2 separate regions of the Pan troglodytes genome follow, and region 1 is linked to region 2. The links are chromatin contacts, called in public HiChIP or PLAC-seq maps. All regions are on one chromosome and are shown on one strand. Each heading gives the region's core, a stretch centred on a gene start, on an enhancer-like site or on the middle of the called end of the contact. The rest is flanking DNA. Distances are from core to core; before and after follow the strand shown.

What was found. HiChIP or PLAC-seq counts read pairs in DNA pulled down with a chosen protein or histone mark.
Region 1: an H3K4me3 HiChIP or PLAC-seq map of stem cell-derived excitatory neurons shows a contact between it and region 2, with 6 times the contacts expected there. The contact joins the promoter of TMEM132E-DT here to the promoter of FNDC8 in region 2. A contact is called at or near these places in 1 of 7 Hi-C or Micro-C datasets (stem cell-derived neural progenitor cells) and 1 of 1 datasets of contacts at active chromatin or transcription factors (stem cell-derived excitatory neurons).

The regions. Positions count from the first base shown.
Region 1 is chr19:33,026,321-33,032,517 of NHGRI_mPanTro3-v2.0_pri, forward strand. It overlaps TMEM132E-DT (TMEM132E divergent transcript), which reads left to right and starts at 2,750. Exons shown (of 3, transcript XR_675287.5): 1 at 2,750-3,319; 2 at 4,574-5,066; 3 at 5,620-6,197. TMEM132E (transmembrane protein 132E) reads right to left here and starts at 2,625. Exons shown (of 9, transcript XM_016932005.4): 1 at 1,044-2,625. The coding sequence starts at 1,110.
Region 2 is chr19:32,481,887-32,488,361 of NHGRI_mPanTro3-v2.0_pri, forward strand. It overlaps FNDC8 (fibronectin type III domain containing 8), which reads right to left and starts at 2,215. Exons shown (of 6, transcript XR_010152904.1): 1 at 1,822-2,215. It overlaps RAD51D (RAD51 paralog D), which reads left to right and starts at 3,855. Exons shown (of 10, transcript XM_001174459.8): 1 at 3,855-4,195; 2 at 4,555-4,616; 3 at 5,107-5,225. The coding sequence starts at 4,114.

The DNA of each region.
Region 1 (6,197 bases), core at 1,500-3,999, 540 kb after region 2:
CATCGAAACACCCCCGCCCCCCAACCCCGCCACGCCTTGCTGGTTAAGAAAATGTATCCCAGGTCGGCTGGTTTCACGTTAGGAGGGAGCAGAGGGCCCCGCTTCTCCACTCTCCTTTCGGAGCTCTCTCCCTCCCACCTCGGTCTGCTCCCCTCGCCTCCTGGAGCGTCTCCAGCTTGAGGAAGGCCCGCTGCAGCCTCCTTCCCTCTGGTCTGATTTCCCACTCTTGGGGGCTGTTCAAAAACCCGCTGCCCCCCACCCGTATGCCCGCTGTCCCATCGTCAAAGCGCGCCAACCTCAATCCCTCCTTCTCCCACCCCCTTTACCGCGGAGCCCGGGGCGAGCCTGGGGAGCAGACGCAACAGATTGCAGAATGCGAGAGCGCGGAGCCCGCTCCCTCCGCGCGCGGCCCGCGGCCCACGGCCCACGGCCCCGGCCTGTGCGGGTGCCCAGACCCCCGCCCTCCGGGCTCGCCTAAGCCGGCCATTTAGATGCAGCTCACAGGACCGCGGGCGTGCGAGCCGCGGCGGCTCCCCGGCCCGGAGTCAGTCCACTTCCCTTCCCGAGGACCGCCGCAGGAAGCGAGGCGACGGGCGGCGCGGCCCCGCACCGGCCTGCGCGCCCGGGGCGGGGAAAGACGCGATCCCGGCGGATCCCAACAGCCCCCAGCCCGGCCGGCTGCAGGGGGAGACGGGGGCGGGGGGGGGGCCTGGACGCGATCCGGAGGATCCCTCGGATCCCTCTAGATTTCCGTGGGCGGACACGCCCCCAGACCTTCGGGTTCGAACCCTTCTTTATAACCAGGAGAGGACTGGAGCGACACCCTCCCCCCACCCTTTTCTGGCGCCGGGCTCGGTCCCCTCAGCTGAGCTCGCCGGAGGGCTCGGGGGCTGGCGGTAACTCGAGCTGCAGCCAGAGACGCCAAACCCGGAGTGGCGGCTGCGAGTCCAGGGGGTGTGGGTGCTCCTCTCCCCAGTCTTCCCCGTACCCCCTCCAGTGGCGCCTGCCGCATCCTCACCCCGAGTCCGCGCCGCGACACTTACCGTGGGCGAGCAGCGCTGAGAGGCAGAGCAGGGCGGCGCCGCCGCGGCCCGACATCCCCGGGGCCATGGCCGAGGCGGGGGCGGGAGGGGTCCGAGAGGGCAACAGTCGACGACGACGACTTGGCCCCAGGCTGGGCTTGGTCACATCCAACTCAGGGCTGCCGTGGCGCCCGGCTGTCTCAGATGCAGCTCCGGGACCAGAGAGTGCAATTCGGGGACACTTTGCGGGGAGGGGGCGTCCCAGGCGCTGGCGGCTACACCCTCGGAGCCGGTGGGGGCGCAGCTCCGGGCGGGAGGAGCCTCCACCTCCCCCAGCTGGTGCCCCCTGCAGGATCTGCGAGGCGCGGGGGGAGCTGCACGTGCAGTCCGGAGCCCGGTGGCCGCGGGCGTCCCGGGGGCTACCTAGAGCCCAGTGCTGAATCTCCCGGCCCCACGGCCCAGCTCGAATCCGAACTCACTCGAGGGTGCAGACTTCCAACGCAATCCCCAGTTTCCTCGGTTTCGGTAGTAACCGCACATGGATAGCGCCGCTTTCTTCCTCCAAGCCTCTGCAGCAGCCCAGCATAAAAATCCCAGGTCAGGTGTAAATGAATGCTGTCTTTCTCAAAGAAAGAGAAAATCCAGACAACTTTAATCCATCTGGAGAAGGAAAAGTTTCCGTGCGGTGCTGAAACTGGCGACGCCGGTCGCCACCACCCTAGGCGACGCCCAGACCGGATGCCCGAGGCGGGCGGCCAGATGTTTGTCCCCTCGCAAGGCTCGCTCCTCCGCTCCAGCGCGCTTTCTCCAGTCTGGATCAGGGCCCAGGCTCCACACAGGCCGGCTCAGCGCCTCCTGCCCAGGCAGCCGCTCGGCGGCTGGGGCGAGGGTGGCGCGGCCAGAACGGGCTGCCCCATGTAGATGGGGCTTGGAGAAGCGAGGGAGCGAGAAAGCCGGCTAATGCGCCCTGCCCCGAGCCCTTCCTGCCCAGGACGTCGACTCCAGCTTGATGACCATAAACGCTGTAAGATGCAGAGGGGCTCCTGCAGCTCGCGGCAGCTCCGGGCCACCCCGCTAAGGTCTCGCTGTCTCGGCAGAGGGGCGCGCTGCCCCGCCTCGCTCCTCGCTTTCCCTGGGGGAACCTGCACAAACCTTGAACTTTTCTGGGGTTCAGAGTCTCCGACGCCTCCTCCCCGCCGCCCCCACCCTGTCCCCGGACGCCCGTTCGCCCGCTGTCTCGATGCTGCCGGGCATCGGCTCCCGCTCCCTCCGAGTCAGTTTGGGCGAGCGGATCGCCGCGCCAGTCCGGGCTGCGGGCGGTGAGACGCGGGCGCGGCGCCAGGGGCCAGGGCAGCCGGCACCTGCGCAGCCTGCGGCCAGGGAAGCGGCAGCTGGTGCCTACGGGGCCGAGAGGAGAGGAGGTGCTGGCAGGGGAGCCGGCTCCCCATGGACGTGTGTGGGGGGAGAAGAAGAATCGAGGAGCAAAAAGGAAGAGGAGGTGGGGGAAGCCACAGTTGCACGAAGCAGCCGCCGCCGCCTTCGCCGCCTCCTCGGCGCTCGCGCCGGCTGCTCCGCCGTAAATGACTCGAGAGAGACACACACACTCGCGCTCGCCCGCCCTCCTCCTCCGTCCGGGATTCAGCGCCCACCCGGGCAGAAGCGGGCGCCGAGCTTGGCGCGCTCACTCCCACCCCTCCCAGATTCCCCGTGGTCACGTGGCCCCGGAGCGCGCGGCCCACAGCTCGCGCGCCACGGAGACTCCCCCACTCCTAGCTCCCCCTCCTCTGTCCACGTGTCCATTCCGCATTCCTAGCCTGGCGGCGCGCGCGGCTCCTTAATGAGACTCGGGCCAAGGGCCGACCTCGCGATTCCGCTCGCCCCTATTTTATGTTTGATTTTTCCTTCCCAACGCCGGCTAGCGCTGGGACCCGAATGGGGCCGGCCAGCTGCGGCGGGAGGAGCCTCCACCTCCCTCAGCTGCGTTTCTCCAGGGTAGACGCCACCGCAGTCACTGATGTCCCTTTTCAAAGGATGCACGCTCCCCACCGGGCGCCGGAGGTGTTTTGCAGCCGCTCTTCCAGAGGCGCGGGTAGGGGGCACCCTACCCCCACCCCCAGAGTTCGCTGGGCACTGGCTGGGAATCAGCCTCGCTGCTGTGCCCAGCTCCTCTCGGGCCGCGGGGGCTCTGGGGCTCAGCTTCGTGCGGGATGGGTCCGGGGCGCAGCTGCGGGAAAGCTATTTATTCTGTTGCTGGGGAAGGAAGACGGAGAAGAGGAGGGGACAGTGCTTTCCTACAGGTTGTTTAGCAAGCCTTTAAAGAGGCATGAGGTGGGGGTGGGGAACTGCCCCTCTTGCATACTCACCCAGGCACCTGCTGACTATCGGGAGGGGTGGCTGGAGTGATATCTGTTCCCACCATCAGGCCCTTTCCATTAGAGTGCAAGCTAGATCAGACCCGGCAAGTCAACCTTCACACCTCATCTGTCAACCAGGCATCGGATCCATGGCAATGATTTTATAGCTTCGTTGGGTATCAACTCCAATTCCCAGAGGGTGAATTTCAATCCTACCCTGCTCTGGAGGGACAGGGTCTTCAATCCCATGGACATATCCCTACTGGGGAGGATATGGATCTCGAGGGTCACCCTTCCATACCTCTGCACTCAACTGGAGTGAGAGTGTGGGGCCAGGTCAGAGCAAAGCCAGCTGGAGCACTCAAACCGTGCCCTCCATCTGCCTGACTCCATGCTAGCCCTCTTGACCCTGAGAGTTTCCTTTCATCTAGGACAGTGACATTTTGTTTTTGGAAAATGTGCTTGCATTTTTCATGGAAGGCTTCCTCCTCCCTGGCTGCTGGCTGTTGCTGCCTCGCTTGGTACTGGGGCCTGTAGAGGGCTGCTCTGGCCCTTCCCCCACCCCCACATCTGTCTGGAGCTGGGGGGAGGTGCAGCCTGAGGAGAGCTGGCCAGCTCTTGGAGGCCCTGGGGATAGAAGGTGCTGGAGTCGTCAAAGAAGATTATTCTCATTAGGCCCCTAATGCCTGATGGCAATTAATGTCACCCAAGGGCTTATTCACCAACCCCCTGAGAAGCAAGCTAGCAATCAGGCTCTGTGTGGGGGAGAAAGGGGGAAAGATCCACCTCCTGAGGCAGAGGAGGGCTTCAGGAAGAGGAGGAAGGAAGCAGGGAGGGCCCTCCATCCCTGCCCAGCACCCCATCAGAAGGGTCATGGAGCCTGAGCATGGCCAGAAGGAAGAGACAAGGTGCTTTTCTGAGCCCAAGACACACCTTACCCTGTGTTGTGGATCAAATTTCCTTTCTCCTCAAATGTTCCCAGTTGACGCTAGGGTCTGAGGGGCAGCAATGTTGCATCTCTCCCAGCCATCTGTGGAAATAGCACAGTGTTCTGGTCAGGGTGGGCAGGGACTCAGACATAGAATTCTTCTCTCTGCAACCCCATCTCACCCTACCCCATAGCTCTTATGTGACCTTCCTTTGTGATTCAGTTTCTCCCCCTCCTTTCCTCCCTGTCTCTGTCCCTCCCTTTCACAGTAGTATGGTGCATATCTCCAACATCACAGGCATTGTAGGTACAACAGTGAGCAAGACAAAACCAGCTCTTGTCCTCATGGAACTAACTTTCTAGGAGGGAAGGCAGACACTAAGCTTCTAATTGCTTGCAATTGTGGTGTGATTTGGCATCATGCACTTTGCTCATCTTATGGAGAAGACTGAGGCCTGTGGTTGGAAAGGGCGAGGGAGCAGCCTGCTATATTTAGAGAACACAGTTTCAGCCTCAAGTTCTTCCTGTACCTCCGATATGGATCTACCCTTCCTGGATTGAAGCCTTGTGCCAAGTCCATGGGCCTGATGATCCTCTGACTCTCCAAATGCCAGATTTTCCTCCTCCTTGCCTCAGGGAAGTGAAGGGCAGCCGATAGCCCACCTGGAGAATAAAATATGACTGCAACCTCCAGTGCTCCGTGGACCTGTCATTCTCAGCAGTGTAAATCCTACTGCTCAGAGAGAAGGCAGTTGGCACAAGGTAGACAGCCAGTTGTTTCAGCTATTCCAATCCTGCATGTCATTTACCTGGAAAGGGGTTCTATACATTCCCTCTGCCTTTCCTACTACCCCAGCAGACTGCCCTCGGTTTCACCTGTTAGTCCTAGTTACGGATTCCCAAACAGCAATGCCACTGGAGCTTAGATGAGGGGAAGTCAGAGGAGCCACCCCAACTGGAGCCCGGGCTGGAGAGAGGACCTGGCATGTGTGTACTCTTCTATCCCAGATGAGCACCTTATCAACTTAAGGTGGTAGTGTCTCTGCTGTTTCCATTCTGTTTGTGTCTTCTGGACAGAGGATTGGTAATGGTTGGAGGTTATCTCAGTCACCAGTTCCCAGGTGATGCCTGGAAGAGCCCTGTCCTCCTGCCAAGAAGCCAGGCAGCAAGTGGGGTTCTGTCCCAGGCCCCAGTGCCCTGCATGGATGCTTATCAAGGACCCATACATAAACTGGCACCCACTTCCTCCCATGCCTGACCTGCCCTCATGATAGGCCAGGTGACATCTGTCCTTCAGCATGCCTCTGTTTTTCAGAATGTCTACCATCAGGAGACAATCAGATGAGCCAATGTGGAGCATCATGAAGACACGTTCCTGGGATCATCCTGGAATCCGACTCTGTCTCAGCTCAAGGGGGTTCCGAGATTTCCTAAGCTAGCCCTCTCATTTTACAGCTGCAAAAACGGAGGCCTGTTAATTCAGTCATTTTATGAAATCCTTTGAAATTTTTATTGAGCTCTAATTGTGTGTGAAGTATTATGGAATGCTTCTGTACTGGAATGCATAGGTTGAACAAGACAGATAAGGCCCAGATAGCAGAAGTTCAAGAGCTTTCACCAACCCATATAGAGAACCTAGTAATATTAATGACTAATGTTAATGAATCCATGCTTTTTACGTGCCAGTCACTGTGCCCGGCATTTTGCATGCATTATCTGAGTCCTCACTACAACGCTGTTACGTAGGTACTGTTATTATAACCATTTTCCAGATGAGAAAACTGAGGCTCAGTGAAGGCAAGTTTCTTGCCTAGGGTCATAGAGCTATAAAGTAGCAGAGTCACAGCTCAAAACCACATATATGTGATTCCAAAGCTCAGATACGTAACCCAT
Region 2 (6,475 bases), core at 965-3,464:
TTTTTTTTTTATGGAGCCTTGCTCTGTCTCCCAGACCCCTGGCTGGAGTGCAGTGGCACAATCTTGGCTCACTGCAACCTCCACCTCCCAGATTCAAAGGATTCTTCCGCCTCAGCCTCTTGAGTAGCTGGGACAACAGGTGCGTGCCACCACATCCAGCTAATTTTTGTATTTTTAGTAGAGACGAGGTTTCACCATGTTGGCCAGGCTGGTCTCAAACTCCTGACTTCAAGTGATGCATCTGCCTCAGCCTCTCAAAGTGCTGGGATTACAGGCATGGGCTACCCCATCTGGCCTCTGATCTTAATTAAGTTGTCTAAGACCATAAATCTCTAAGTGGCAGAACTTGGATCTGAGTTTGGGCTTCTAGTCCAAGATTCCCAGTATACCATGAAGTTTCCTACGAGCATCCATCACTTTAGCCATACCTGCTTGCTTACGGGCACTTTGGGGAATGGACACCACATCCCTCTCACATACTCAAGACCAGCTATGTAGTCTGTGGAGCCCAGTGCAAATTGAAGTACCCTGAGCCCCTTATTCAAAAATTCTGAATTTGAAGATAGTAACAGAAAAGCATTAAACTAAGCACAGGCCCCTTGTAAGTGCAGGGCTATTTGTGACTGCACAGGTCATTCACCCATGTGGTGGGTGACCTGCAAGTAATTCCCCCATCCCACATCACCCTGTACCACCACCCCTTCACTGGCTAACTCCTTTCCTTCCCTGGAGACTCAGCTCAAATATCACTTCCTCCAAGAAGCCTCCTTCAACTGCACCCAGTCTCAAGCTATACTAAGCCCCTCTGGTCCCTCAAGGCATCCTGTCCTGGCACTTACCAGACCATGCTATATCATTCTCATTATTGCATGATCCCCATCCTTTCACCCCTGACCTCCACATGCCAGACTGGGAGCTCCTTAAAGGCAGAGACTGTGCTTTCCAGCTCTACGTTCCCAGAACTTAAACACTGGGACAGACACCTTGCAGGTGCTCAAAGAGTTTTGTGGAATGAAGTAGAGGAAAACCAGACTTGGTGAGGAGGAACAGCAAAACCCAGTCCAAAGGAAGGCAGGCTACTGGGGAGCAGTCAGGTAGATGAAGGTACCAAAGAGAGAGGGTTGAGGAAGAGGAGCCATGGGTGTGTCAGGGGTTTGGTGATGGTGAGGACCACAGCCAGTCAAGGCAGGATAAGGAGCACTGTCAACAAACTGACTAATCCAAGAAGGCCTCCTGGAGTGGGAGCTCCATATGCCTCCAAGAAGTAATTTGGGGCTCAGGAATATATAAATAGATCCAACCTGCCCACACGCTCTTCTCTGGGAGTCAAGGAACTGGGTTGTGACAAGTCAGGGAAGTATAGATTCTTTGTCTCTCTGCCCAGCCCCCGGCTCCAGCCTTTCTTAGAAACTATAGGCATGGTGGCTCAAGCCTATAATCCCAACACTGTGGGAGGCTGAGGCGGGAGGATCGCTTGAGCCCAGAAGTTCAAGACCAGCCTGGGCAACATGGTGAAACCCCGTTTCTACAAAAAAAAAAAAAAAATTATATATATATATATATGAAAATTAGCCAGGTGTGGTGGTGGCGCGTCAATAGTCCCAGCTACTTGGGAGGTGGAGGTGGGAAGATCACTTGAGCTCAAGAATTCAAGGCTGCAGTGAGCCGAGATTGCACCACTGCACTCCAGCCTGGGTGACAAAGCAAGATCCTGTCAAAAAAAAAAAAAAAAGGAAGGAAGGAAAGAAGGGAGGAAGGAAGGGAGGAAGGAAGGAAGGGAGGGAGGGAGGGAGGGAGGGAGGGACCAGATTTGTGTCTTACAGTAGGTTGATGGTATCATCCTCCAAGAAGTTGACCAAATTGCCCTTTGAGACTAGTGGGAGTCCTTTGGTAGTGACGGTCCGGTTCATAGACTTGGGGTTTGGAAAGGGTTTTGGCAGTTGGTCAAGGGCATTCATCATGTTGAAGTTTTCTTTCTTCAGTACAGCCTCCTCCCCATCTCCCACTTGATGGAGTGCCTCTGATGCCATCTGGTTTGTTCGGGATGACACCCGTCACCATGCAGGACAACCCAGCTGACCAGAAGCAGAGAGAAACTGTGGGGGCAGTGGCCCACCTTTAGTTTGGGCAGTCTGCAGGTGCAATGAGCTGACTTCATAATCATCACAGAGTGTAACAATTACAGGCCAGCCTCCCCCCTTGATTTGAGGCTACTGCTGCCAGGCTAGCTATGTGGCTGGCCAGACCAAGGGCCAGTGTGACTGTGAAGCAGCATCATGAGAGGGGTAAAACCAAGGAACAGACTGCATGAGCCCTTGGGCCCCTTCCAGCTCTAATACTCCATGGTGATGGCAGCCCTGCCCTTCTCTGAAGATCTCAAAATGCCTGACACCTGTGTCCTTCCGCACTGCCCTGGGAAGGAGAATAAGGATGCTGAGAGACGGGCGTGGGATGTAGAGGATGGTGGTGTGGCCCTGAGAGATAGGCAGTATTGGAAAGTGTCTGTTGGGGAGGGAAACTTTGTCCGTAGAAGCTAAGGCTCTCTATCCTGAAACCATAGGCTGCAGACTCCACTGTGCCCAGTCGGTTAGTGAAAGGGAAAGCCCACATGGTTCATAGGGGTTCATGGCTCACATATGATCAGACTTCACTGCTAGAATTCTAAATGTGCCACACCCACACTCCTAAGTACTTTCCTGTGTGGAGTGACAATGGTGGCAGTTGCAGTGGGATACAGAGATGGGCCACACATGATCTCTGCTCTCAGAGAAACCACCTTACAGTAGGAAAACATGTACACAGCTTCAGGGGTGGGGAGGGGGGCTGTTAGAAAGCACTGGCTTTGCAGAGTCAGATGTGGATGTGAAGTCCAGCCTTGTGCCGCCTAGCTGGGTGACCTTTGACAAGTGATTTAACCTCACTGAACCTCAGTTTCTTCATTGGTGAAACAGGGATAAAAAATAGCGCCTCCCTCACAGATTTGTGATGAGATAACCATGTAAAGTTTTATTTCTTCCTATGGATGAGGCAAAGCAAAGGACATTAAAAAATACCAAATCATATCTTTTTGTGTGTGTTCTATATAACCAAGGTTTCTTACCCTTAAAAAAAAATAAAAAATAAAATAAAAAATAAAGGCCGGGCACGGTGGCTCACACCTGTAATCCCCGCACTTCGGGAGACCAAGGCAGGAGGATTGTTTGAGCCCAGTAGTTCGAGACCTGTGTGGGCAACATGGTGTAACCCCATTTTGTAGAGGCGAAACCTCTACAAAAAATACAAAAATTAGCTGGGCAAGGTGGCACGTGACTGTAGTCCCAGCTACTCAGGAGGCTGAGGCAGGAGGATCGCTTGAACCCAGGAGGTCGAGGCTGCAATGAGCTGAGATCTCACCAGGGCACTCCAGCCTGGGCGGCCGATCGAGACCCTGTCTCAACCAAAACAAAACAAACTTTTGAAAAATAGACGCAGGTGCCCTCTGGATGCTTTGCTGCTTCTTGACACCTGTCGTATAATCTGTAATGATGTGATTTCTGCGATTCCTTTTCATTGTCTATCTTTCCCTTGCTCACAGTAAGCTCCCTGGGGGTAAGGGCGGGTCGTCTTGTGTCGCATTTTGTCTCCAGCGGAGATCCGTTCCGTTTGGAACGGAAGCTGGCGCACAGAAGGCTCTTTAGAAGGTCGGTGTGTGTGTTGCGGCCGAAGGTAGAGGCCGAATGTGGCCGTGGGTGGCGTGTTGAGCGCGGAGGGGGTCGTGGGACTCGGGAACCTGTGCAGGCGGTGGAGAGGGGCGCAGCGGCTCTGCCCCGTGCGGCCCGCAGATGGCGCTGCAGGCCAGGTCCTCGCCGCGCGCCAGCCTGGAACCCGGAAGCGGCAGCGCGGCGCGACCCAGCGGGCGGGCTCTGGGCGCGGGAATCCCGGCGGATCCCGGGCGGGCGGATGACCCCCAGCCCTACCCTTGGTGCCGCCTCCTCCTCTCTCCTTTCTCCTCCGGCAGCCAGCGCGCCTGTGTCCTCTCTAGGAAGGGGTAGGGGAGGGGCGTCTGGAGAGGACCCCCCGCGAATGCCCACGTGACGTGCAGTCCCCCTGGGGCTGTTCCGGCCTGCGGGGAACATGGGCGTGCTCAGGGTCGGACTGTGCCCTGGCCTTACCCAGGAGATGATCCAGCTTCTCAGGAGCCACAGGATCAAGACAGGTGACCGGGTGTGCGCGTGCCAGGGAGCCGCGCGGGCCTCGCACAGCCTGGGCAGGCCCCGAGGGCTGGCGCACTGCCCTGGCATACCTGCAGGGCGCTTCCCCTCCATTCCTAGAGGGCCGCGCTTCTGGAGAGGCTCAGGAAGGGTGGGCGTGGGGAGCCAAGCTCTAAAACAGGGTAGAGATTCCTACTGTGTGCAGGGCACCGCGCCGGCTCCTGCAGCTTTGTTATTTCACACTGGCCTCCTGAGACGGCCTGCCGGGGGGTAGAATTGACACCCCATTTGACAGATGAGGAAAAACCAAGTGTGGGAGGCCCCAGTCCTCTCTGCCAATCCGCTATACGTGTTTTGTTTTCAGTGGTGGACCTGGTTTCTGCAGACCTGGAGGAGGTAGCTCAGAAATGTGGCTTGTCTTACAAGGTGAGCTCCTGATCTCCACACTCCAAACCTGAGTGTCTTTTTAAAAAGTCCATCCCAAGCCAGCTGGGCGCGGTGGCTCATGCCTGTAATCCCAGCACTTTGGGAGGCCGAGGCGGGTGGGTCACTTGGAGTCAGAAGTCAGGAGTTCGAGACCATCCAGCCAACATGGTGAAACCCCGTCCCTACTAAAAATACAAAAATTAGCTGGGTGTGGTGGCCCACGCCTACAATCCCAGCTACTCGGGAGGCTGAGGAAGGAGAATCGTTTGAGCCCGGGAGGCAGAGGTTGCAGTGAGCCGAGATCGTGCTACTGCACTCCAATCTGGGCGACAGAGTGAGACCCTGTCTGAAACAACAACAATAACAAAAGTCCATCCCAAGCCAAAGGGAGCAGAGGGTTCTCAGATATTGAGAAGTAGGGTGAATGACACCCTGGGATGCCAGCTTCTACGGGCAATTCGTTGCTGAGCAGTCTGGGGCCCTTTGGCAGGCCCTGGTTGCCCTGAGGCGGGTGCTGCTGGCTCAGTTCTCAGCTTTCCCCGTGAATGGCGCTGATCTCTACGAGGAACTGAAGACCTCCACTGCCATCCTGTCCACCGGCATTGGCAGGTTTGTGTGTGTACTTGGGGAAGAAGGAGAGAGGCAGGAGGATGGGGCCGCCTTTCAGCTCTGCTTTTGATGCTTGAGTCTAGACAGGAGGGGTTTTTTTAACCAATAATGGATGGGAAGGAAAGGGGTCAGGACATCTGAGTTCTTATCCTATAACAGGGTTATGGGGTATCTCAGCCTTGGCACTATTGATATTTAGGGACAGGTAATTATTTGTTGGGGGGTGGAGGCTGTCCTGTGCAGTGTAGGATGTTTAGCAGCATCCCTGGCCTCTGCCCACTAGATGCTAGTAGCACCAGCCCTGCTCCAGTTGTAACCATCAAAAATGTCTCCTGACATGGCTAAATGTCCCCTGGGAGGCACAATTGCCTCTGGTTGAGAAGCATTGTCCTATAACACAAGATGTCAGTATCTCATTATTTTCACCATCTTCTCTGGCCCTACTTCTTATTTTACTTAAGGATATGGCAAGAGAGAACATTTACTGAGTGCCTACTATGTGCAGGCATTGCCTGTATGTTCTAGGTAATCTCTTCAGTGACTCTACCAGTTAGAGATAATTAACCCTACTTGAGTTTAGCCTAAGAGGAGCAAGTGGCAAAGGTGAGGCTCAAGCCCAGGAGTATGTGGCCCAGAACTTATTCACCACATCTGCAGCAGTAGAGAACAGGAGAGTTCAGATAAAGAAGGAGTTGCGGTCCGGATGCAGTGCTCATACCTGTAATCCCAGCACTTTGGGAGGCTGAGGCGGCAGATCACTGGAGGCCGGGAGTTTGAGACCTGCCTGGCCTGCTTGCCCGCCCAAAATGATGAAACCCCGTCTCTACTAAAAATACAAAAATTAGTCGGGCGTGGTGGCGGGCGCCTGTAGTCCCAGCTACTTGGGAGGCTGCAGCAGGAGAATGTGGGAGGTGGAGGTTGCAGTAGGCCAAGATCGCACCACTGCACTCCAGCCTTGGTGACAGAGCGAGACTTTCTCAAAAAAAAAGGAGCAGTTATGTCCCGCCACGTTGTTTGGTGGGTTGGGGAAGAGTTGCAAAGACGACAGACGTTTGCTGGCCAAGTGAGTCTTGACCTTTTTCCTGGTCTGTTTGTTCAGAAATTGATGAATAACTGCCACCATAAAGGTCTTTGGATTGGTGTGGCCCTTTCTGTTTCCTTAACACATTCTCTTGGCAGGGTTCATGCAGTGTGGTGCTTGCTTTCCCTGGTTGGGGGTCTGAGTCTGTGATCCATCAAGCACTGGCTAA